Regions from separate parts of the Mus musculus genome. Here regions 1, 3, 4 and 5 are each linked to region 2. A link is a contact called in public Hi-C, HiChIP or PLAC-seq and promoter capture Hi-C data. All regions are on one chromosome and are shown on one strand. Each heading gives the region's core, a stretch centred on a gene start, on an enhancer-like site or on the middle of the called end of the contact. The rest is flanking DNA. Distances are from core to core; before and after follow the strand shown. Region 1 overlaps Zmynd8 (zinc finger, MYND-type containing 8). Region 2 overlaps Ncoa3 (nuclear receptor coactivator 3). Region 3 overlaps Zmynd8 (zinc finger, MYND-type containing 8). Region 4 has its middle 29 kb from the start of 1810021M19Rik. Region 5 overlaps Zmynd8 (zinc finger, MYND-type containing 8).

What was found. A called contact is a pair of places that touch in the nucleus more often than the background predicts. HiChIP or PLAC-seq counts read pairs in DNA pulled down with a chosen protein or histone mark. Capture Hi-C pulls out chosen DNA fragments and counts their contacts.
Region 1: a contact with region 2 is called in a Hi-C map of regulatory T cells, with 2.5 times the contacts expected there. The contact joins two enhancer-like sites. A contact is called at or near these places in 1 of 39 promoter capture datasets (hippocampal neurons), 5 of 15 datasets of contacts at CTCF or cohesin (CD8 T cells, the G1E-ER4 cell line, the NIH/3T3 cell line and 2 more), 57 of 484 Hi-C or Micro-C datasets (B cells, the BV-2 cell line, the C2C12 cell line and 35 more), 17 of 115 datasets of contacts at active chromatin or transcription factors (the HPC-7 cell line, T-cell acute lymphoblastic leukemia, Th17 cells and 13 more) and 3 of 9 other capture datasets (adipose tissue, embryonic stem cells and liver).
Region 3: a promoter capture Hi-C map of adipose tissue shows a contact between it and region 2. The contact joins two enhancer-like sites. A contact is called at or near these places in 3 of 15 datasets of contacts at CTCF or cohesin (the NIH/3T3 cell line, large pre-B cells and pro-B cells), 112 of 484 Hi-C or Micro-C datasets (the 63-12 cell line, the AML12 cell line, B cells and 64 more), 23 of 115 datasets of contacts at active chromatin or transcription factors (DN3 thymocytes, the HPC-7 cell line, SST interneurons and 19 more) and 4 of 9 other capture datasets (adipose tissue, embryonic stem cells, liver and 1 more).
Region 4: a Hi-C map of bone marrow-derived macrophages shows a contact between it and region 2, with 83 read pairs. The contact joins two enhancer-like sites. A contact is called at or near these places in 18 of 39 promoter capture datasets (the 3T3-L1 cell line, 3T3-L1-derived adipocytes, the C10 cell line and 11 more), 10 of 15 datasets of contacts at CTCF or cohesin (CD8 T cells, the G1E-ER4 cell line, the NIH/3T3 cell line and 5 more), 265 of 484 Hi-C or Micro-C datasets (the 3T3-L1 cell line, 3T3-L1-derived adipocytes, the 63-12 cell line and 134 more), 51 of 115 datasets of contacts at active chromatin or transcription factors (the 230-238 cell line, CD8 T cells, DN3 thymocytes and 38 more) and 5 of 9 other capture datasets (adipose tissue, bone marrow-derived macrophages, embryonic stem cells and 2 more).
Region 5: a contact with region 2 is called in an H3K27ac HiChIP or PLAC-seq map of heart atrium, with 2.8 times the contacts expected there. The contact joins two enhancer-like sites. A contact is called at or near these places in 1 of 15 datasets of contacts at CTCF or cohesin (pro-B cells), 9 of 484 Hi-C or Micro-C datasets (B cells, CD4 T cells, LSK cells and 5 more), 17 of 115 datasets of contacts at active chromatin or transcription factors (DN3 thymocytes, the HPC-7 cell line, the SCID.adh cell line and 12 more) and 4 of 9 other capture datasets (adipose tissue, embryonic stem cells, liver and 1 more).

The regions. Positions count from the first base shown.
Region 1 is chr2:165,791,698-165,796,247 of GRCm38.p6, reverse strand. It overlaps Zmynd8 (zinc finger, MYND-type containing 8), which reads left to right. Exons shown (of 23, transcript NM_001363020.1): 18 at 87-165; 19 at 1,614-1,853; 20 at 3,281-3,444; 21 at 4,277-4,343. Among named protein-coding and RNA genes, the nearest start is that of Gm29993, 62 kb to the right of the region's middle. Within about 2 kb of position 2,862, at least 95 of the 459 cell types and tissues checked have an H3K27ac peak or open chromatin away from gene starts, as enhancers often do. A contact at or near this core is called in B cells, CD8 T cells, the G1E-ER4 cell line and 10 more, where this site is marked.
Region 2 is chr2:166,043,913-166,048,547 of GRCm38.p6, reverse strand. Ncoa3 (nuclear receptor coactivator 3) reads right to left here. Exons shown (of 23, transcript NM_008679.3): 3 at 988-1,092; 4 at 593-765; 5 at 1-93. The coding sequence starts at 1,073. Among named protein-coding and RNA genes, the nearest start is that of Ncoa3, 54 kb to the right of the region's middle. Within about 2 kb of position 2,642, at least 140 of the 459 cell types and tissues checked have an H3K27ac peak or open chromatin away from gene starts, as enhancers often do. A contact at or near this core is called in the 63-12 cell line, B cells, the BV-2 cell line and 30 more, where this site is marked.
Region 3 is chr2:165,831,887-165,836,158 of GRCm38.p6, reverse strand. Zmynd8 (zinc finger, MYND-type containing 8) reads left to right here. Exons shown (of 23, transcript NM_001363020.1): 9 at 1,192-1,269; 10 at 2,735-2,850. Among named protein-coding and RNA genes, the nearest start is that of Gm11465, 47 kb to the left of the region's middle. Within about 2 kb of position 2,103, at least 31 of the 459 cell types and tissues checked have an H3K27ac peak or open chromatin away from gene starts, as enhancers often do. A contact at or near this core is called in the 63-12 cell line, adipose tissue, muscle stem cells and 2 more, where this site is marked.
Region 4 is chr2:165,912,266-165,916,723 of GRCm38.p6, reverse strand. No RefSeq gene overlaps it. Among named protein-coding and RNA genes, the nearest start is that of 1810021M19Rik, 29 kb to the right of the region's middle. Within about 2 kb of position 2,308, at least 122 of the 459 cell types and tissues checked have an H3K27ac peak or open chromatin away from gene starts, as enhancers often do. A contact at or near this core is called in the 63-12 cell line, the BV-2 cell line, the Ba/F3 cell line and 20 more, where this site is marked.
Region 5 is chr2:165,851,334-165,856,183 of GRCm38.p6, reverse strand. It overlaps Zmynd8 (zinc finger, MYND-type containing 8), which reads left to right. Exons shown (of 23, transcript NM_001363020.1): 3 at 4,036-4,184. Among named protein-coding and RNA genes, the nearest start is that of Gm11465, 28 kb to the left of the region's middle. Within about 2 kb of position 3,538, at least 84 of the 459 cell types and tissues checked have an H3K27ac peak or open chromatin away from gene starts, as enhancers often do. A contact at or near this core is called in the HPC-7 cell line, LSK cells, the SCID.adh cell line and 3 more, where this site is marked.

The sequences.
Region 1 (4,550 bases), core at 1,613-4,112, 250 kb after region 2:
TGTGTCCGCTGTATCAGGCTCCTGTGTCCGCTGTGTCTCGGGCCCCTGTGTCCGCTGGGTCTCAGGCTCCTGTGCTCTCCCCGCAGATTCGAAGGCTGAGGATTGAGATTGAGAAACTGCAGTGGCTGCACCAGCAGGAGCTCGCTGAGATGAAGCACAACCTGGGTAAGGCTCAGGGCGGGGAGAGCCTCTGGCTGCTCTGAGGCTGGGCCCAGAGGTGACCAGGTGGAAACCAGGCTGTACCTGAAGTCAGGGAAATCACAGTCCTCAAGGGTCCAGCCTGGAGAAGCTGAGCTTGGGGTGCAAACCCTCTTTCCCCTCTCAAGATAACTGTGTTCTCACTTGCCACCTTTACGGGGGACCTGGGGATTGAACTCAGGATCTAAGGCTTGGCCACAAGTCCCTTTACCTGCTGAGCCACATTGTAGCCCTTTGCTGGCCTTTTTTTTTTTTTTTTCTGAGACAGGTTTCTGCACCACCACTGCCCGACTTTTTGCTGGTCTTTTTAATTCAAGAAGAGCTTGTGAGGATTGCAGGAAACATTTAGTTTCAATGTAAGGCTCACTTGTAAATGTGTAAACTGCCTGGAATTTTTTTAGGAATCAGTGGTTTGATTGTTCCCTCGTTACCATAACAACCGGCCACAGCATCCCCTCATGTTTCATTCAGTGTCTCAAGACAGGATTCTTGCCGGGCAGTGGTGGCACACGCCTTTAATCCCAGTACTCAGGAGGCAGAGGCAGGCAGATTTCTGAGTTCATGGCCAGCCTGGTCTACAAAGTGAGTTCCAGGACAGTCAGGGCTACACAGGGAAACCCTGTCTCGAAAAAACCAAAAAAAAAAAAAAAAAAAAAAAGACAGGATTTTTTCCCCCCAGCTTTTTGCCCTTTCCTTTCCTTTCCTTTCCTTTCCTTTCCTTTCCTTTCCTTTCCTTTCCTTTCCTTTCCTTTCCTTTCCTTTCCTTTCCTTTCCTTTCCTTCCTCTTTCTTTCTTTCTTTCTTTCTTTCTTTCTTTCTTTCTTTCTAATATATTTTTCATTAGATATTTTTCTTTATTTACATTTCAAATGTTATCCCCTTTCCTGGTTTCTCCTCCGAAAACCCCCTATCCTATCCCTCCAGACAGGATTCTGAGAAAATTGTCTGAGTGCCTTTAGTATCTGTGTGCTTCAGTTCCCTCATCTGTGAAACAGGATGGTAGCTCTTACCCTTGAGAGTACAACAGGGCTTATGGTCGGTACAAAGTGCTTAGGACCAAGTTCGCACCCGGTAGGTGCTGTGTATGTATTTGACAGAAAAAAAAGTCAAAAGTGACTGAGTATTGGTTGGAATCGTTTGGAGGGTTTGTGGGATTCCTACAACTTGGGATTACTCAGGATGACGTCACTGGGGTCTCCTGTCACCTATATGCTAGACATGTCACTGACACCACAGCTGGCTATGGGACTCGAGTGATGAATGTCCCAGCTGGGTTACTTACTGTCCCAGGGCCACCGAGCTAGGGGAGCCATTTCCAAGTCAAGACTTAGGTTGGGTCTGTGTGAAGCTAGGGGTCTGATGCCCGGCGTCCTGTGCTGGGTCTGTGATGCAGCTAGTGTCCTCCTTCTCCACCAGAGTTGACCATGGCCGAGATGCGGCAGAGCCTGGAACAGGAGCGGGATCGGCTCATTGCCGAGGTGAAAAAGCAACTGGAGCTGGAGAAGCAGCAGGCGGTGGACGAGACCAAGAAGAAGCAGTGGTGTGCCAACTGCAAGAAGGAGGCCATTTTCTACTGCTGCTGGAACACCAGCTACTGTGACTACCCCTGTCAGCAGGCCCACTGGCCCGAGCACATGAAGTCCTGTACCCAGTCGGGTAATGTCTGGTCGCACACCTCAGGGGCTGCGTGGTGGGGCTTCCCAGCCAGGGTGCTAAAAAACACTTGCCCAGGCTCTTGCCACTTCTGTTCATAAACAACTGTTGCTCTGATATACAAGAGACGCAGATGTGAAGTTAAATCTCAAAACCTGGCAGTGTCTACAGCCTTCAGCAGCCAGATTAGTGGAGCTTTTGAGTGGTTGATCTAGTGCTGAGAGTGGTTCTGTGGTTCGTGTTCTCTCTCTCTCTCTCTCTCTCTCTCTCTCTCTCTCTCTCTCTCTCTCTCTCTCTCTCTCTCTCTCTCATGTCTACACTGTTTTGTCTGCATGGAGGCCAGAAGAGGCCACCAGATCTCATTACAGATGGTTGTGAGCTGGGAATTGAACTCAGGACCTCTGAAAGAGCAGCCAGTGTAGCGCTCTTAACCTCTGAGCCATCTCTCAGCCCCTAGAACCTCTTTGAGATGATAATGGTCCACTGCCTCAAACAGGATGCTATCCCAGTCCTTAGGTTAAGGAAGAGACCACCCCTGGATGTTCCTTGCTGTCTGGGGTTATCTGGGTGGGGAGTGGTTCTTTATGGTCAGTGTGCCCCACATTCGAGAATGTGTAATGTCAGAGACTAACCATATTGCAGAAGTACCTACACGGAGGCCTCTCCCAAATGAACATCACCAAACAACGATTGTCCAGTCAGTCTTGATAACCAACCAGTTAGTCTCCGGCAAACACACACCACCCGGGCTCTCCACATTCTCGAATGTGGGGCACACTGACCATAAAGACATTCCCCACACCACCCAGGTGGTGTGTGTTTGCCGGAGACTAACTGGTTGGTTATCAAGACCATAAGGAACCACTCCCCACCCAGATAACCCCAGACAGCAAGGAACATCCAGGGGTTGTCTCCTTTTAGATGCTAGCAGGAAACACCTGCTGTGGTTAGTCTCTGACATTACAAGCTGGACTTTCTTTGTGGTATGGTGACGTCTCTGTCTCTAACTCTTCTTCACCCAGAAGCTCTGTGCCCCTCTCAAAGGATGCTAGTCTCTCACTCTGCCTCAGCTGGGCTGAGGTGGATCTAGGCCTAGTGGAGGAGGTTGCAGGCTTCCTTGAACGGTGGTCACATCCTGGCTCCCCACAAGTTTCCTTTGATTGGAGAACATGTTCTCAGCAAAATGATGTAAAAATTGAATTGCTAAGTATGAAAAGGTCTATTTGCAAATAAAGTTTGGAGCTCTGGGTTTCAGAGTCGAAGGCCCATGCGAGATCTCTAAGTGGGTTTGGGAGAGATGGAGCCTGGCGAGGTTGAATTGGGACTGAGCTGTGGGGGCCTCGAGGGGTAGCCATTTGAAAGCTGGGCTCCTGGATGTTCACACACGGCTTGAAGCATCTCATGACTTTCTCGTTCTCTTTGGTCCCCAGCGACTGCCCCTCAGCAGGAAGCAGATGCCGAGGCAAGCACAGAAACAGGAAATAAGTCATCGCAGGGCAACTCCTCCAACACACAGTCAGCACCTTCAGAACCGGCCAGCGCCCCCAAAGAGAAAGAGGCGCCAGCGGAGAAGAGCAAGGACAGTAGTAACTCGGTGAGAATCCCCAAGCTGACAGTCGCCTTGTACCAAGGACCCTTTCCTGTATCTGCCACCACTGGATGCCCTTCACTGTTCCGGTTTATCTGGGTGGGGAATGGTTCTTTATGGCCAGTGTGCCCCCCATGCGAGAACACGGAGAGCCGGGCTGGTGTGTATGTGGGACCTTCAGTTGTTCTGTGGGGTTCCTCAAAGTTCAGAAGGGCGCCCCCCTGCGGAGGTAAAACAATGTCTCTTCTGGGGCCCTGGAAGCCACCAGCCACACGTCACTGACTAGAAGTGTGGCTGATGTGACCAAGGACCTGCTTATTTTAAAGTAACTTGGGATTGAAGTGGCCACGTGTGGCCAGTGCTGTTTCGATGGACCATAGGGCTCGAGCAGCTGCTTGCTTCCTGTGGGGTATGTGATAACAGTTGAATGCCTGGGCCATTTTAAGGGTCATGGTTACTGCTCTTTGCCTGCACTTGTAGCTGTGTATCTCAAGAGCCCAAATCATTAGATGGTCGGTAAAATACTATTGCCTCGGAAGAGACTTAACATGAAGTAAAAAGAGATTTTTGAGCAGTATATACCTTCTTTGCAAAGCAGGGTACTGGGTAGGTCTGGGGATGTAGTGGATGTAGGGGAAGCCAAGGCGACAGGGATGAGTGGGGGACCATTCCAATGCTTTGTTCTGGCCTTTCGGATCTGGTATACAGTGTGTGGCCGTCCACCTGCCCTGGCTCTGGTCTGATCACCAGGTAGAGACCTCTAAGGGTGGGAGGAGTGGTGAGCCATCCTGTGATTCCCTGGGGTTCTATGGTTTCATCTTTTTGTTTATATTTCTAGACCCTGGATCTTTCCGGCTCCAGAGAGACGCCCTCCTCTATGCTCTTAGGCTCCAATCAAAGCTCTGGTATGTCGCCCCCTGGTGGCCACATGGGGTTTTGTATTTCACTTGGTCATGTTGGGGGAAGTCAAAGGTTTGGGATTTTTTGGCGTACCTTGGATGGATTTGGGTGGAGGTGTGGCTAGGCGAGGTGTTACACAGGTGCCTCCTTGTATTGGTCACCCACGTGTGTCATGTTTAATGAGTGCACCCTTCACGGGGACACAGGGTGAT
Region 2 (4,635 bases), core at 1,393-3,892:
AAAGCGGTCCTAAAGAGTCTTTATCAATGACTCCCTGCCCTGTAGAAGACACATCAGCTTTTTGAACATCATCATCACTGGAAATAGTTTTTCCTGAAGACACAGAAGGAAGCGTCGTGTTGAGCAGCACTACCTCAGCCCTTACACACACACACACACACACACACACACACACACACACACACACACACGAGAGAGAGAGAGAGAGAGAGAGAGAGAGAGAGAGAGAGACAGACAGACAGACAGACAGTATGTACATATACATGCAGAACACTCACTAGCTGATAAGAGAAGGCCTCAAGGTTTCCCAGGAAGGTAGAAGACACCTGGCTGGCTCCCTTCCTGCTCCCATGCTAGCCTAAGGGCCCTAGCTTGCCTCCCACCAGCATTCCGCGTTCTGAAGAACATCGGTCTTCTGCCAATTCTGTTAATTGTTTCTTAAAAGTAAGAGCTGGTCAACTCATGGGACTTTGGTAAGTCTTACTTAACACAAGTGAGGCTCTATTTAATCTCCTTGATCCAGAATGGGGGAGGGAGGATTTCATACATATTACAAGTCCAACACTTGGGTGTTTTTCTGACTCTGTGTTACCTTGTTCTTTTATTTGCCGTATCTGTCTCACTGTCTCCTTTAGGATGGCACATTTATCTGGCTTGACATTGAAGTTGTCGATGTCGCTGAGATTTGCAGAGATGAGCTCTGCCAGCTCCTCTATGTACTTGCTCTCCTGCTCCCGTCGCCACTTCTCACCACTGTAGACAAGCCTGGAAGGCGGAGAAAAGCCACAACTTACACCTCTCAAGAAAACTTAAAGCAGAATCCGCCCCATATTATGCATTAGTTTTGTGTGAAATAAACTAAACTTAGCCAACAAGAACCATCAAAGTGGTGGCACAAAGTATACACTGAAGAAATTCCTTGTTCAGTGTCACCTTTGATTAGTCCCTGGCCTTGAGAAACATCTGGAAATGGAGATGATCACCTACCCCTGTCCTGGGGCATCACAGGGCAGTTTGCGTTTCCGAGACTCAGCGGCCAGCGGATCCAAAGAGCTTTCGCCTAGTCCACTCATCCTGATCACAGATCAGCAACTGCGGAAGAAGAGGTGACAAGATTAAAGCACAAAAACAGGCATTTTCTACGAAGGTGTCACATGGTGGAACAGCTGTATCCTGTGGTCCTGGGGTATTTCTGTATGAATGAGTGTGTCTGCACAAGCTCAGAGCTCAGATGCGTTGTAATTATGCTGGGCATGGTGGTGCCAGCCTCTAACCCCAGCACTCAGAAGGCTGAGTCAGGAACATTAAGGATTCTGGTTAAGCCTGGTCTACAAAGCAAGTTCCAGGCCAATCTGGGCCCAGTGTCAACTTATATTTCACAAATAAATTATGTTTAATAAAAGACTATAGCACTTCAATCTTGAAACAATTCTGAATTTTATTTATACCAAGGTAATAAAAGCTAACCCAGTGATTTGGTAAGAACACTTCAAGTAATGAGCCCAGACTAGGCTAGAAGATTGGTTTTGACTTTCTGTATATGAGTGAGTGTTTGCCTACATGTATATATACATATGTATGTGTGTGTGTGTGTGTATATATATATAGCTAGCATGTGTATGCAGTGTCCCCACAAGCCACAAAAAGTCGCTGTCAATCCCCTGGAGCTAGAGTTAAGAGGCAGTCATGATCTACCATGTGGGCATGTTGGGAACAGAACTCATCCTCCTGTCCCCAGGCTCTTTTCCTAGGTAGCACTTCTGTCCACTGGATCGTTTCTCTTCCATTGTTAAGTCCAAGTTAGCCTAGACTATATTAACATGACTGTAGAACTACCCTACGTTCTTCTTAAAGCATAGGTGCAAAGCCAGATACACACTATACGACAGGTTGCCATTAAGTCACACAGCAGCCATTATTTACATACTGACGGCTGGAAAAATAATGTATCTTGGTTAAGTTTCGCACACTAAGACGATAAATACAAGTTATTTCTTTTTGAGCTTATAATGTCAGGGCTCTATTCAGCCTCATTTACTAACTAAGTGGTTAACTCGTGCGCGAACATGACAATCACTGGTCTAAAGAATCCAATGTTGCATCAGTATTGCAGCCAGCCAGCCTGCAGTTGTGCCACTAGGTGGCACAATTCCACCACAAAGGCCAGTTTAAAAATAAAAATAAAATGTAAAAAACCCCACATGATCAAACTTAAAATATGTAGGTCATGTTTGTTTTGAGACAGGGCCTCATTGCCCAGACTGGCCTGGAACCCATAGTTGTGGTTGGCCCTGAGCACCAATCCTCCTGCCTCTGCTTCATACTGAGCAACAAGTATTTGCCGTCCTATCTGTGGTCACACACACCTTTTGAACCCTCTACAGTGTCAGACTACAGCATCATGTAGACAGACAAAGTGTTAAACAGACAAGTGTGGTTCTAGCTGTGTTGTCAATCAGTTCAGAGATTATTTTTTTAACTGAGCAACATTGAGCGCTTACATACCTATCTTTACTTAACTTATTCCAGAAGTCTAACATTATCTTCTTGCCCTTGTGCTACATGGACTGCAAGTCCACGTGGAGAACCGTCAGTGAAGAGCAGTTCATGGTTTGATCTGTACTCCACAACAGGTCTGACTTTGCTGTGCAATACAGCATACAGCAGGAAATGAACATCAGTGGAGTGGTGCCAACTCAATGTAACTGAATACACAAAGACTGGCAGTGGCTCCCTCTAAAAACATTAAAATGCTGGTTACGGCTTACCGTTAACCAGCTTCCTTTTTGTTATCTCAGGGTTCTGACAGGAGAACATGCTTGCTAACTAGCCCGAAGCACAAGGACACATGGCCAAAAAGAAGAATTAGTGAGAGGCCTCAGAGGGCAGAGGCACTCTCTTGCCTCTTTCCTGGCAACCAGAGATCCATCCTGGGGCCCACAAGCTAGAAGGAAAGAACCATGTTTTCTGTACAATGTTTGTAGACTGAGACCTGTGTGCATGCACAGGCACACAAACGTTTAAAAAAAGATTAAACAAAAAATATCAATGCTGGTGTTCTGTTTGAGCAAGTTATTTTAAGGTCTAAGAAAAACCTTATTGTACCAAAATGAGAGGAGGTAGGCCATCCAAGGATAAGGCAGCAGAGACTGGTTAAGCCTTCCCCTTTTCCTAACTTAGTTAGTAACAGAGGGAGTGGATGAGACAGAGCAGAATGGCACTGAACTAACATACACTGGGTGGTTACACATGGTGACCCCCACCACACACATGTGATTAGTTCTGTTCTACAGATAGGGAAGTGGCTAAATAGCTTGCCTAGAATCATTACTAGATCCGGATGGAAGAGGCTATGACATATTCCATAACCAACCAAGCCATCACCAGAGCAAACGATTCATGACTCATTCCCTAAGTCAAACTCCCTCCACCCAGCTCACAAAGCTTCACAGCTTAATCAGGAACCACATAAAGTGCTGTAACATCTGCTGGTTAGGGGCATGAGGTAAGGGTCTGGGCAGGTAGGGGTTACCTCCACAGGCATTATGCCTCCTCCTACCCACCACTCCCCATGACACTGCCTGAACCATGCTCTGCCAGGCCTGATACCACCCTGTCTTCCACATGACTGTTTGTGTCTTCTCTAATTAATCTTTGTCTCAAAGAGGCACATTTTTCAAAGTACCTCTGGTTTCCTGCAAGTGACAATCAGACCTCAATCCTATCAAGGACTGTCCAGGCTGCACCACTGAAGAGCACGGCCTGACTTCACTGTACTACAAAAACATGTGCACATATAAACTGTCAGTGAGGGCCAGCACTGGATAAAGCTGGCCTTTCCAATTAGATGTGTTTACTTTCAAATAGATAACATTTCATTAGAAGTCTTTTTGTTTGTTTGTTTTTTCCCCCAAGACAGGGTTTCTCTGTGTAGCCCTGGCTGTCCTAGAATTCCCTCTGTAGACTGTAGACTAGGGTGGCCTTGAACTCACAGAAATCTGCCTGCCCCCACAGCCTGGTTCATTATATCTTTTTAAATCTACATTCATTCACAGCACCAATCATTCATCAGAGAAGACATTTAGTAATGAATCAAATTCACCAATATCATGTTCAAATGTTATCATTGGCCATCAGACTTCACCTCCAAAGAGCGAGTTTACCTTATCACTTTCAAAACATTGTCTGCCAAATATACAAACTTGAAACCCATAGATTGTCAGTCACTGATTCAATTAAAAATAGTATTTTGAGGCTGGAGAGATGGCTCATCAGTTAAGAGTACTTAACGTCTGCTCTTCTAGGTATCCTGAGCTCAATTCCCAACAACCACATAGTGCCTCACAACCTATACTGGGATCTGACATCCTCTTTTGGCATACATGTATATAGAACATTCATATACATAAAATAAGTCTTAAAGAATTTCTGAGGACTCAAAAACTAAAATAGTATTTCAAACCAGGAATGGTGGTGTGTACCTTCAATCCCAGCACTTGGAAGGCAGAGGCAGGCAAATCTCTTGAGTTTAAGGTCAGCCTGTTCTATAAGAGAAAGTTCCAGGACTGCAAGAGCTACACAGAAAAACCTTGTCTGGGGTGGGGGAGGAAAGACAAAACAAAAAAAAAAGTATTT
Region 3 (4,272 bases), core at 854-3,353, 210 kb after region 2:
ACTCTTATCCTTTGGAAGGAGGGGTACAGTGCTCCCTCCCACTTCAGTCCCTAGTTACACTAGCTCAGGCGGACGGATGTGGGCTGAGGAATGACGATGTAGCAGATCACCTGCTACATACATGGGCCCTGCATGGCATCAGGAGGCAAGGAGCAATGTGAGAGCGCCAATACCGGGAAAATAATAGCTGCTAAGTATGTTGAGGAGACACAGGCTTTAGAGATCCACTGCCCGGGTTCAATTCCCTGCCCTACCTCTCTCTGCCACAGGGGACCCTCAGTAGGATATTTGAATTTTTAGGGCTTCATCCCTTTCTGCAGTTAAAATGAGATGATCGTGGTCTGACCTTGTCCCACTGTGAGAAGTAAATAGACACTCAGGCGTGGAAGACGTAGGCTTGGTTGTGTTAAGGTGTCGTGACCGTAGATACCACAGGATATCTCAGTAGGGCTCAGTCTGTGGAGTTAGCTGCTGTGTGGATTCTGTGTGTGTGGTGCATCATCCTGGACCACCTATGAAGTGGTGCAGGCCCAGAGTCATGTGCGGCTTGTTTTCTGAAGCCTCTGGGCTTGTCCGGGGTAAACTTTGACTTTAGGTGAGACCATTGGTGGGTTCTAAGCTGTGCTGTCCACCTGTTTGAATATCATCTTAAAGGTGGGCAGGACAGCCATGGTGTGGCTGATGTCCTGGTTGTTATTAGTCAGTCAGCAAACTGAGTGTGTACTGTTGTGAACCTATGGTCTCAGCACTTGGGAGGCGGAGGCAGGAGACTCTCTTGGTCACTTTGAGGCCAGCCTGAGCTACCTGGCAAGATTCTGCCGCTCTCTGCCTGCCCTGTAATACAAAAGAAGAACTAGCCGGGCGTGGTGGTGCACGCCTTTAATCCCAGCACTCGGGAGGCAGAGGCAGGTGGATTTCTGAGTTCGAGGCCAGCCTGGTCTACAAAGTGAGTTCTAGGACAGCCAGAGCTATACAGAGAAACCCTGTCTTGAAAAACCAAAAACCAAAAAAACAGAAGAAGAACTAAAAGAAGAAAATCTGATCTTGAAATGAAAGTCCAAGCACGGAAAGGGGTCGGGGATTTAGTAGGGCTTCCAGATGGGGGACCCCCGGGAGCCCCACACTCTTAGTAGGGCTTCCAGATGGGAGGCCCCGGGGACCCCACACTCTAATGTATCTTTCTCTTTACAGATGAATGAAATCGAAGTCTGTCCAGAATGTTATCTTGCAGCTTGCCAAAAACGAGACAACTGGTTCTGTGAGCCCTGTGTAAGTTGGATCCCGTTCTTTGGTTTCACTTTTGGAAACTCTGGTGCCTTTGGTGGCTACACCGAGATGACCCTCTCCGGGGACTTACGAGACGAGACTGGGAAGCTCTAATGGAAGTTGTTCTGAAAAAGTCAGGGCGGAGGGGAACTGAGCAGGCTTTGGCGGCCTCTTGGGCGGAACCGTTTTGTTCCAGAATTAAGTGTCCTGGTAACTGGGTTGACTGTCGAGGGGGACTGTGACAATTGGGGTGCAGACCATAGGATGTGTCAGAACCGCAGCTGCAGCTTGCTGTGTCATTTGAAATAAAGTCTGGTTAGTTCCTGTTTTAAGACCCTAGATACACATCCCTGGGGGACTGTCTGTCTCTCCAGAGAGATCGTTGGTTTATGGAAGTGCAAAGCTATGTGGTAAACTCTTCTTCGACAGTGTTGGGCGTTGACCAAATCCAGTACGTTTTAAGCAATGGTTTCCAGCCTTCCCAATGCTGTGAGCCTTTGGTACAGTTCCTTTAGCCGTAAAAACGTTTTGCTGCTATCTCCTAACTGTAATTTTGCTGCCGTTATGGATCATAGAGTAAAATTATATTTTCCATTGACCTTAGGGGAGCCGAGACCCACAGGTTGAGAACCACTGGTCTCCAGAGTTGGGCATGGTGAGGTGGAGAGAGCGGTGGCGTGGAGGGTTCGAACAGGCAAGACCGGCTAAGTAAAGGATGGCTCAGGCCTCTCCTTGCCTCTGGAGATAAACACCAGTGGAGCTAAAGCTTGGGGGAGCCCCAGCACACAGTATGGCTCCTGCAGCTTCTTACTTTTGTGTAACTCCACATTTTGTACAAACTTAGCACAGAGTAGGTGGTGACTGTTTCTGCGGTGCCTAAGGAGGTGGACTTTTTGGGTCAGCCAGGACCCAAGCCTTATTCACTCTTTTAGCTTTCAGCTTCGCGCAGGCGCTGTTCAGGCTACACGCCTGCCGGGGGTCCCCTTGCTTGCCTGGCTCATGTCCTATTTTGCTTTCTAATTACTGTGATAAACACCCAGGCCTGCAGCAGCTTGGGGAGGCATGGGTAAATTTCATCTTCTAGCTTATATAGTCCTTTATCCAGGGAACTTAAGACAGGACCTGGAGGAGATCGGCTCACTCCGCCTTGCTTCTCAGGGCCTGCATAGCTTGCTTTGTAAATACACCCAGGACCACCTGCCCAGCAGCGGCTTGGACCCGCCCACAACAGATGTCAATCAAGGAAACGCCCTCCAGCTCTGTCTACAGGCCTGTCCGACGGAGGCTGTTTCTTACTTGAGGTTCCCTCTTCCCAGATGACTCTGCTTGTGCCAGGTTGACGGAAGCCTAATTAATCAGCACAGGGCTGTGCCCTCCCTGCCTCCCTGCGTTCAGGTTACCTTTCAGACTTGAATGTGTGTCTTGCTGCCAAATATAACGCCAACCCTGCCTTTTGTTGTTCTTCTAGAGCAATCCGCACCCTTTGGTCTGGGCAAAACTGAAAGGATTTCCATTCTGGCCAGCGAAAGCTCTGAGGGACAAAGACGGGCAGGTTGACGCCCGTTTCTTTGGACAACATGACAGGTGGGAGCTTAAAACAGGCTGTGCGTGGAACTTTGGAGAATGCCATCACAGAGTGAAGGTGGCGGAGGGGTACTGTGTTGTTCTTAAAAGCGAACTCTACCTTTATTTATTTATTTATTATATGTAAGTACGCTGTAGCTGTCTTCAGCCACTCCAGAAGAGAGCATCAGGTTTCATTACGGGTGGTGGTGAGCCACCATGTGGTCGCTGGGATTTGAACTCAGGACCTTTGGAAGAGCAGTCAGCGCTCTTAACCACTGAGCCATCTCACCAGCCCGAACTCTACCTTTTATCACTAGTGACTACGGCTATTGTTTTTATATATTGTCTTAGCAGCCTGTGACCTTGTTATTGCAAAATGTTTTCTGGTTGTCTGCCAAGCTTGGTGAGGGGGGGCTTCGTCCAGGTGTTTTGGAGGGTTAGCTTCAGGCGTGTTGGGAAAGAACCTCGCCTCCCTGGTTCTCTTGGTTGGATCTGGCTTCAGAAGGAGTTCCGTGGCTCTGTGGCCTGCTGTTTGATGTAGACTTATTTATCCCTTCTGTCTTCCTGGAGTAAATGAACACCTCTGTGCAAACCGCTTTTAAAAGTAATGCTTTCAGGACCCTGAGGTCGTTTCCCAGTTTGCCACTAAACGAAGCTCCTAGCATAAGATGGAGTACCTCCCCTCCTCATCCGCCTTCCTGTGTATCTAAACTGGGAAGTGACAGAGGGGATGATGTTTTGACAGACTCAAACCCTCCCTCCCAGCCTCCCCAGCCTCCCCTTTCCTTCCTGCACAGGCTGAGTGGAGTTATGGAGTCGCTCCAGTAGCTCCCTTTGCTTGGCGCCCCGTCTGCCTGTGAACACCAGGTAGTCAGAGACACCACTTACCATGCAAATTCCCTCGGGATTAAATGAAGCAAAGGTTCCTTGGGAGTATGGCCCCACCCCCGCATCTTGAGAAGATGTAGGAATGCAGTAGGGGTTAAACTCATGTGCCGCACAGAAAATAGATTTTTTTTTTGTGATAATCGGCATCTGAATTAGCATGCTCACTCTGTCACGTGCTTGGCTGATGAATCAAAGCAAAAAAGAAATGAAAAATCTCAATATTAGAGAGATTGAGTTTCTTACAGAAATTCCAGTGGTTCCCCCTGTCAGGAGAATAGGTGAGTTCTTGAGGTAATACTGGCTTTGGCGGGGTGCAGCACAGTTTAATTTTCCCACCACCACTCCCCCGTCTGTGGGGGGAGGGGCTCATGTAGCTTCAACTGGTCTCAACTTGTTTTATGTTGGACTCCTGATCTTCTTTGCCCACATCCTGAGTGCAGAAATTCCAGGCGTACACCTAGACACCTGGTAGTGTGTTGTTGGGGATGGATCCCAGGCTTCCTGTAGGCTAGGCAAGCCCTCTCCCCACCCTGTCCTGGTAGAATTCATCCC
Region 4 (4,458 bases), core at 1,059-3,558, 130 kb after region 2:
TGTGTGTGTGTGTGTGTGTGTGTTCTATCTGCATGTACACCTACATACCAGAAGAGGGCATCAGATCCCGTTACAGATGTTTGTGAGTCACCATGTGGTTGCTGGGAATTGAACTTGGGACCTCTGGAAGAGCAGCCAGAGCTTTTAACTGATAAGCCATCTCTCCAGCCCATAAAAATTTTTTTCAATTGTGTGTGTGTGTGTGTGTGTGTGTGTGTGTGTGTGTGTGTGTGTATGTTTAGGTAGAAAGACAAACCGTGGGGCTGGAGAGATGGCTCAGCGGTTAAGAACACTGACTGCTCTTCTGAAGGTCATGAGTTCAATTCCCAGCAACCATATGGTGGCTCACAACCATCCGTAACAAGATCTGGCGCCTTCTTCTGGAGTGTCTGAGGACAGCTACAGTGTACTTACATATAATAAATAAATAAATCTTTAAAAAAAAAAAAAAAAAAAAAAAAAAAAAAAAGAAAGACAAACCGTGGTAGTTGGGTCTCTCCTTCTATCAGTAGGTCCCAGGGATTGAACTCAGAGCCTCAGACTTGGCAGCAGGCACTTTCAAACATTGAATTGTCTCACCTGATGTAGTAAAATCTTTTCAATTGACAATAGGACAATTGCTTCCCGAATCTGAAAAACTTGATCCCACTTCACCATCAAGAACTGGCTTAGCAGGGCTGGTGAGATGGCTCAGTGGGTAAGGGCACCCGACTGCTCTTCCGAAGGTCCGAAGTTCAAATCCCAGCAACCACATGGTGGCTCACAACCACCCATAATGAGATCTGGTGCCCTCTTCTGGTGTATCTGAAGACAACTACAGTGTACTTACATATAATAAATAAATAAATCTTTAAAAAAAAAAAAAAAAAAAAAAAAAGAACTGGCTCAGCAGTTAAACGTTCTTGTTCTTGCATAGGTAGGGTTCAATTCCCAGCAGGCAAATGGTGGCTCACGGCTATCCATAATTCTCCTGCTATGAGATTCAGAGCCCCTTTCTCACTTCCTTGGGCACCAGGCACATATGTAGTACATGGTAAGCACACACATAGGCAAAACATTCACATACATTATAAATAATAATTTTTTTAAAAAGAGCCTACTCAGAGTCTTCCCACAGGAGAGACATGGACCTCCAGCCCCAAAAGATTTGCTTTCCTCCTCTCCCCCACTTCTCTCTCTCTCTCTCTCTCTCTCTCTGTTTTGGTTTTTCAAAACAGGGTTTCTCTGTGTAGCCCTGGCTGTCCTGGAACTCACTCTGTAGACCAGGCTGGTCTCGAACTCAGAAATCTTCCTGCCTCTGCCTCCCGAGTGCTGGGATTAAAAACGTGCATCACCACACCCGGCTCCCCCCACTTCTCTCTTACTGGTCTTTTTAGACAGGGACTTGCTATGTAGCCCAGGCTAGCCTTAGACTCTGAAGTCCTTCTGTCTTAGTCTCCTGAGTGTTGGGATCACAGGTGTTAAGTAGCGTGACTGGTGAATTTTCTTCTCCTTGTGTTTTTGGTTTTTTGTTTTTGTTTTTGTTTTGTTTTGTTTTGTTTGAGACAGGGGTTCCTTATGTAGCCCTGGCTGTTCTGGAACTTACTCTGTAGACCAGGCTGACCTTGAACTCATAGAGATCCACCTGCCTCCCAAGTGCTGGGATTAAAGGCATGCATGCACCACCACAGCCTGGCCCAGGTTTTCTTCTCCTTTTAAATGTGTAGGGAAAGTTTTTATCTCACCATCTTCCGAGCCAAAAATCCAAGATCAGGCGGATGGACATCGGTTCCATTTCTGGAGCCTGGTGGCAAATGGCATCACGGCAGGAGTATGTTCATAAGGGATAATGTGAGAGGCAGGAAGCCAGGGGGTCCAAAGTGGGGAGTCTGTTTTGTTTATTTCTATGTACCCAGGAGCGGGTCTAGCACCCAGCATACCTTAGGCTCACAAAGAACATTTGCACAATGAACTGGTTAAGAAGGCCCAGCTTTCAAAGCAGCAACAGCGTTTAGGAGACTTCTAAACCTGTCAGAACACCTGGAGAGCTTTGGGCCAGACTTCCCCAGCAAACTCCTAAGGAAGGTCGAAAGTGAGAGCCCGGTCAGCCTAGCCTTTCTCGTCCTCGACCCTGAAGTCCCCAAGGCCTGTCCACACCCTTCCTCTGCATTCCACAGCTCTGTGGTTCCCGCCTCCTTTCAACACCCTGCGTTCTGTCCGAGGATGGAATGGGCTGAATAATATTTTCCATGTTCTCAATGAGACACAAGAATGGGCATGACTCAGGCAAGACCCAGCCAGACCTGTCAGGAGCAGAACGCTGATCGGCCACCAGGGGGTGCCATGGGTCCGTAGTCCCTGCTTTCTGGTCTGAGGCGAGTTGGTTGATCCTGGCTGGATACTTTCAACATTTGGGGCCCAGAAGGAAATACATTGCACAGGCTCCCTTTTACTTATAGAAGATCAACGATGAAACCTAAATTCTGGCTACTTTGCCTATATGATTCACTCAGCCCTCGGAACCTGTGTTATCCATTATTAGTAGTAAGTGATATAAGTAACAACTCCATTGGATCACTGGATTGTTGTTGAGTATGTAATCAAGCAGAAACTTGCAGGAAGCAAGGGCTGATCATATCAGGGGCTTTTGATTGCTACAGTAATTAACTTGGAGCAGTGGCACTCAGCTAAGTCCCAGCAGAGCTTGCTGGAAAGAAACTTTCAACTATACCCTAGGCATCCAGACACACCATGCATCAAAGCCAAGACTTAGCCCGTGCTAGGCAAGTGTTCTACAGCCGAATCCAGCCCAGCCCCACCCCAGCCCCCCACTCCCCACCCACCCACTCTTTTTTTTGAGACAGGGCCTCTCTACATAGTCCTGGCTGACCTGGTAAGTTCTATATAGAATACTTACTATATAGAACAGATTGGCCTTGAACTCACAGAGTTCTATCTGCCTCTCTCTGCCTCCTGGGTGCTGGGGTTAAAGATATACGCTACCACACTTGGCTTTTTTATTTTTTACATTTATCTATCTATCTATCTATCTATCTATCTATCTATCTATCTATCTATCTATCTATCTATCTATCTATCTATCTAGTGTTTGTGTGTGTACATGTGTCGTGTCCCATAGCTAGTGTCAGAGGACAATTTGCTGGAGTTGGCTCTCCTCTCTTTCCACCATGTAGGTCTCCGGTATAGCATTCAGGTCGTCAGATGTGGAGGCAAATGACTTCACCCAATGACCATGCAGCCCAGATGTTTGGGCTTTCTTCTCACAGTAGATGAGTTTACAGGCCTGGGCCACCAGTCCTGCCTTGGTCTTAGTGTCCTTTGTTTTATGTGTGTATATACTTGATGTGTGTGCACACACACGTGGAGGTCAGAGGTCAGCATCCAGCGTCTTCCTGAATTGCTCACATCCCCCTTTTATTTGTTTAGTGTGTTTATGTACAGGGATGGGGACATGCGCATGCTACGGGTGTGCACGTGGAGGTCACAGGACGGCCCTCAGAGCCAGTTCTTACCAGCCACTGGGAGCAAGGTCAGCTAAGACACAGTCACAGCCAGTGGGCAAGTTTGCAGGGCAACCTCTGTAGAGACACTGAGATTACAGACACATGTACTACTGCATTTAACTGCGATTCTGACCTCAGATCATCAGCCTTGCCCAGCCTCACCCACTAAGCCATTGCCCTGGCCTGACCTCTTGTGTTTTAAGAGTCTCTCACGGAACCTAAGACTCCCAATGCGGAGCCTCATGCTTGCACAGCAAGCCTCATACTGACCACTCCATCTCTTCGTACCTTTTCGTTTGTTTGTTTTTGTTTGCTTGTTTGTTTTGTTTTGTTTTGGTGGGGCAGGGTTTTGCTATGTAGCCCAGGCTGGTCTAGAACCTGTGTTATGTCAGCTGGACCGACCTCTGACCTGGCCCCACTCCTCTCTTAGCCTTCTGCATCTCATGTTTCAAGACTGCCCTTCTTTTGACTGAGAAACCTGAGGGAAAGGCTGGGGCACCCTTTTTCTCAGGAAGGTGCAACAAGCCTTTTACTTGACTCAGACAGGAGTGTGAATCTGCCTAGAGTGGGGTGCAGCGGTTCCACTGCAGGGGCCCCTAAAAGTGACTCCCCACAATGAGGCAAGTGAGCTTAAAGAGCCATTTCATTTCGTTTCTTTCTTCCTTTCTCTCTTTTTCTTTTTCTTTTCCTTTTTCTTTTTCTCTTTCTTTTTCTCTTTCTTTCTTTCTTTCTTTCCTTTCTTCCTTTCCTTTCTTCCTTTCCTTTCTTCCTTTCCTTTCTTCCTTTCCTTTCTTCCTTTCCTTTCTTCCTTTCCTTTCTTTCCTTTCTTTCCTTTCTTTCCTTTCTTTCCTTTCTTTCCTTTCTTTCCTTTCTTTCCTTTCTTTCCTTTCTTTCCTTTCCTTTCTTCCTTTCCTTTCTTCCTTTCCTTTCTTCCTTTCCTTTCTTCCTTTCCTTT
Region 5 (4,850 bases), core at 2,289-4,788, 190 kb after region 2:
AGAGGAGAAGCTTCTGTTGCCTGCCCCAGTCCAGGCTGTGTTCCTGAGTCACTGTGCCATCTCCTCCACAAAGCAGGCCTGCTCCCTCACCCAAGTTAACACAGTCAGAGTCAGACTCATTTTGAGGGGGTGGATTGGAGGCAGGAAGTTGGTGAAGGGCCAGCAAATGGTGTCCTGCTAGTCCAGAGAAGGTGGAAGAGGAAAAAAAAAAGTACTTCTTGGATGCAAGGTGAACCATTCATTCCTCTGTGAGACAGCTGGTGGTGGCTGTTTGTCATCATCCCACATTTATACATGAGACGCGCTTAGCAATGTACCCTCCTCAGAATCAGATCATTAGAGAAGTAAAAGTCTGACTCAGCTTTCTGGAAGCGGTCCTTATGGTGATTTCATTACCATGACGACAGCTGGGTTTCTTCCCATCAGTGTACAGTACAGTCACCGGATGTTGGGTTCCTGATGGATCAGGGAGGTGTTTAAGCCACAGGGCCATAGGGCTCCCAGTGGGACAGGGAGGCGTTTAGGCAGTAGGGCTGACCTGCCCTTTAGTATTCTGAAAACGATAATTCCAGCCGCAGCTCCTAAGATGCTACCGGTGTTTAGCTTGGATACAGCAGTTAGACTTCCATAAGCTCTGGGGGCAGTCCTTGTGCTCGTAGCGGCAGATAGAGTTGAGGTGATCTGAGACAAGTTCTATGTAGCCCCCTGATGCTTTGTGCTATGTAGACCAAGGTAGTCTGGAACTCACAGAGGAAAGATTCAGACTGTCAAGGTCTAGGCTTGGCTCTGAGGCTGTACCGCTCTGGTCCACAGTGCCCCATCCCCTTCCTGATGGGCTGGTCCTTCGTGTCACCGTCCTTAGGGGTCTTACATAATGGAATTGAGTTTGAGAACCGAAGTACTTCCAAAGCCAGCTAAGAAATCTTGAGACAACCTAGAAACAGACCCTTGTCTCCCATGGGGGAATCTTCTCTAAACCTAACCACTAGCCTGGAGTTTGTAAGTACAGCAAATATTTGCCTGGTCAGTTCCTGGTTTGGACTGGCCAGAGTATTGTTTCTTTTGAGACGTGCTCATGTGAACCCCAGGCCACCTGCAGTTTGTTTGTTTGTTTTGGTTTTTTTCGAGACAGGGTTTCTCTGTATAGCCCTGGCTGTCCTGGAACTCACTTTGTAGACCAGGCTGGCCTTGAACTCAGAAATCCGCCTGTCTCTGCCTCCCAAGTGCTGGGATTAAAGGCGTGTGCCACCACCACCCTGCCAGGTCACCTGCAGTAAGTACTTAGGCTCTGACATGGGCAGAGTTGATGGGTTGTATTAGCTGCACGGAGAACAAACCCCCAGCTCCTTCCAGAGGCCTTGCGGCCCACAGCAGCCCAGCCCCCACTTTATCTGCCTGTGACATCACTCAGGGGCCCCGCCCTCCTTTACTCGTTATTGCCTTTTGCCTGCACCTGCTGCCTTTCATGCGCAATTGAGCCTTCTAAATCCCTTTCATTTCCCTTACTTTGATAAAGTCACACTGTCTGTAGTACACCAGGGTATATGCTGATATATAATCCCTTCTGCAGGCCCGCCTCCTGAGACGCCCACCTGCTCCCCCAGGAACCTGGCTGGACTTTGGGGTCCCCCCTGGAGTATTCCAGGTGTTTATATGCAGGATCGCATCCTTTTGGGGATGGGGCGTGTCGCCTCCTGGAGGCGCTAGACGTGTTGTTTTGTAACTGGACCCAGGCTGGAGATTGCCATACAGGAGTCCCTGGAGAGATACTGTCCCTCTTGGTGCTGGGGGATGGGACCGGGAGCCTTGTGCCTGCTGGGCAAGTGCTCTGCCACCAAATGGCACCCTCTGTATTACCTCATCACTCTTTCAGTGCGGGAGGGGTGGAGAGTGTGTGGCACTCTGTTAACTAGCCTGACCTGGAACTCACAGCAATCCATCTGCCTCAGCCTCCGAAGTGCTGGGGTTACAAGTGCCCGTGAATACAGATGTCTTTCTTACCCATGATTTGTGTGTTTGTGTGTGTGTATGTGTATGTGTGTGTGTGTGTGTGTGTGTGTGTGTGTGTGTGTGTGAGAGAGAGAGAGAGAGAGAGAGAGAGAGAGAGAGAGAGAGAGAGAGCGCCTGGATGTCAGTTATCTCCCCCTTGTTTGCCATGCATACAGCAGTCTACCTGGCCCATAAGCTTCCGGAGAGTCTCTTGTCCACCTCACATCTCGCTAAAGGAGTGCAGGGATTACAGATTCAGGCAACCATGGCTAACTTTACACGATGTCTGGGCTCGGGTCCTTTCGCTTGCACAGAAGCACATAACGGATCTATCCTTGAACTAACCACTACGTTCTTCATCTTGAGACAGGGTTTCACCGGCCCGGAATTCACTCTGTCAACCAAGCTGTTCGCAAAGTCATGGAGGTTTCTCTGTCTCTGTCTCTGTCTCCTGGCTATGTTCAGCCTTCTTCTTGATTTTTAAAATGTGTACAAGGGTTTTGCCTGTGTGTGTGTAGGTGCACCATGTGCGTGCAGAGGCTGGAAGGTGGCATTGGGTGCCCTGGAACTGGTGTTACAGATGGTTGTGAGCCACCATGTGATTGCTGTGAATTGAACCCAGGTCCCCTGGAAGAGCAGCCAGGGCTCTCAACCGCTGAGCCATCTCTGCAGTTTGCACTTAGCGTTCTTAGTGGCCAGAGAATGTTTTGTTGTATGGCTGCCACGCATTAAGCCACTCCTGTTTGTGGTCACTGAAGTTTGTGTCTAGTCATGGTGGTAAAGTGTCAAGTTGAAGCAGAGAGCACCTGCTGATACCCTCTAGGCTCCTGGTATCCTTTTCTGCTTCTCTCACTTCAGTTTCTCAGGGTGTGAGGTGCACCAGGGCATACCTTTGTCCCTAAGTTAATGAGCCCACCATCGGGCATGAACGAATTGTGGGTCTTACAGGTGAACAGGTGGATTGGTAGTGGAGTGGCAAGAGTATAAAACCAAGGGCAAATTGACCGGGGTGGGTGGGGCTTTTTAAGGAGAGAGTCAGTGCGAGTTCTTTGTTTGATGCCTTTAGACAAGGGTCTCAGACAGGGAGTGGGTGTGGCATGAGAACTTTCCTGGGGGAGGGGCTTGCCCTACTCTTAGCCAACTGAATGGGGCGCACTGCCTCCTTGAAGTGTCTCGGGGGTGTCTTGATTTTGCTGTTGGGCAGGGTGTGGAGATGTGTTTCTTGGGTGTCAGAGCAACACCCCTGCTTGTGTGACCACTTCTAGTAACTTGATGTGTTATTTTTTTTTGTTGCTGTGACCAAATCCATGACAAGAACCTAAGGAAGGTAAGGTTTATTTTGGCTTTCATCTTGAGGGGATGCAGGCTGCCATCTTAGGAGGTGGTGGTCGGCGGTGCTATCCGTGGCAGCGGGAGTGGGCAGTCGGGCTCCTCATGACCACAGCTCTTGCACAGGAGGTAGAAACAGAACAGGAAGCATGGCTTGGGCCTGGCTCAAAAATGTCACAGTCCACCCCTAGTGACCCGTTTCCTCCAGAGAGGCTCCTTCTCCTCAATACCACAGCTCCCACGACAGCGTCACCAGCTGGTGGCTGCAAGTTGAAGTATATGAGCCTCTGTGTGTGTGTGTGTTTCTCACATTCAAATCGTGGTCATGGCCTTGTCGCCAAGGTCGTGGAAAGGGCTGTTTTGTTTTAAAAAGTTGGTGACAGCTTCCCATGTAAAGATAGGTGATTGCCCCACAGATGTGCCAAGTCAGTCGGGGCCTGTGGGCCTTGGGTTGTTTTTATTTTTGTTTGTTTTAAAAGGGAAGGCAAAAATCTAGGTGGTTTGAGGGTTCTCTTGTTGTGTCCTTGGCACCTAGATAAGAAGAAAGACTCAGTGTCCCGAAGGAAGAGACAGGTAGATTCTAGGAAGAGAAAGTACAGACCTGTCACTCAGGGTTTGGGAACAGAGCCACAGTGACTGTGTCACCTGCACACCCTCACCAAATGACCCAGGCCTCCTTGAGAGCATTTCAAACATGGTCCTCTGTGTCTCTTTCAGATCCTGTCTCTACAGAGAAAACGGCCCCGAAACGGAGGTTCCCCAGCCCTCCACATTCCTCCAATGGCCATTCGCCCCAAGACTCATCCACGAGCCCCATTAAAAAGAAAAAGAAACCCGGCTTACTCAACAGTAGCAATAAGGAACAGGTAAAGGAGCCGCTGTGAGCGGCCTCTGTACCGGTGGTGGGATGGGGGCCAGGCGGCAGTGATGCAGCTTGGGTTCTTGGCTTTGCTGTAGGAGGCTGCCTGGCACTCGCTGCCATTTACATAAAGGGCAGTTCAGAAGGGGCCTGTGCAAACGTGTTCAGTGGGGTTTTAGATCTATTTTGAGGACAGAGGACAGAGCTATATGCCAGATACCGGGGGTGGTGGTGGGATAGTCTTTGGGTTAGTTTTTGGTGGTCTCAGGGTTTTCTTCTCCTCTGGGCTAAGACAGCTGCCTGAGGGGGTGGGAATTGTGTGGCTGAGACCATTTTCTCATCTGTAAAATGAAGGTCAATGGGGAAAGAAACCATCTGAGTCCAGCTTTGGTCATGGGCCACTGTTTCTTCTCTCCGCACACAGACCCACCTACCTGGCAGCCGATGCTGCTGTCAGAAATATGGAAAAGGATTTCCCCCCCCCTAAAGAATATTCTAGCTTTACACTCTCTGATGCAGGCTAGGTAGTCTTCGGATGTGAGCTGACTAGGGACCCGTAGATGGACTGGGGAGGATGTCTGTTCTCTGTGTGACTGTGAGTTTGGGCCTCGTTTTTGGTGACGGTTCCTTCATCTATTCTGAGCTTTTATCAAGTGCCTGAGTGAGCTCTAGG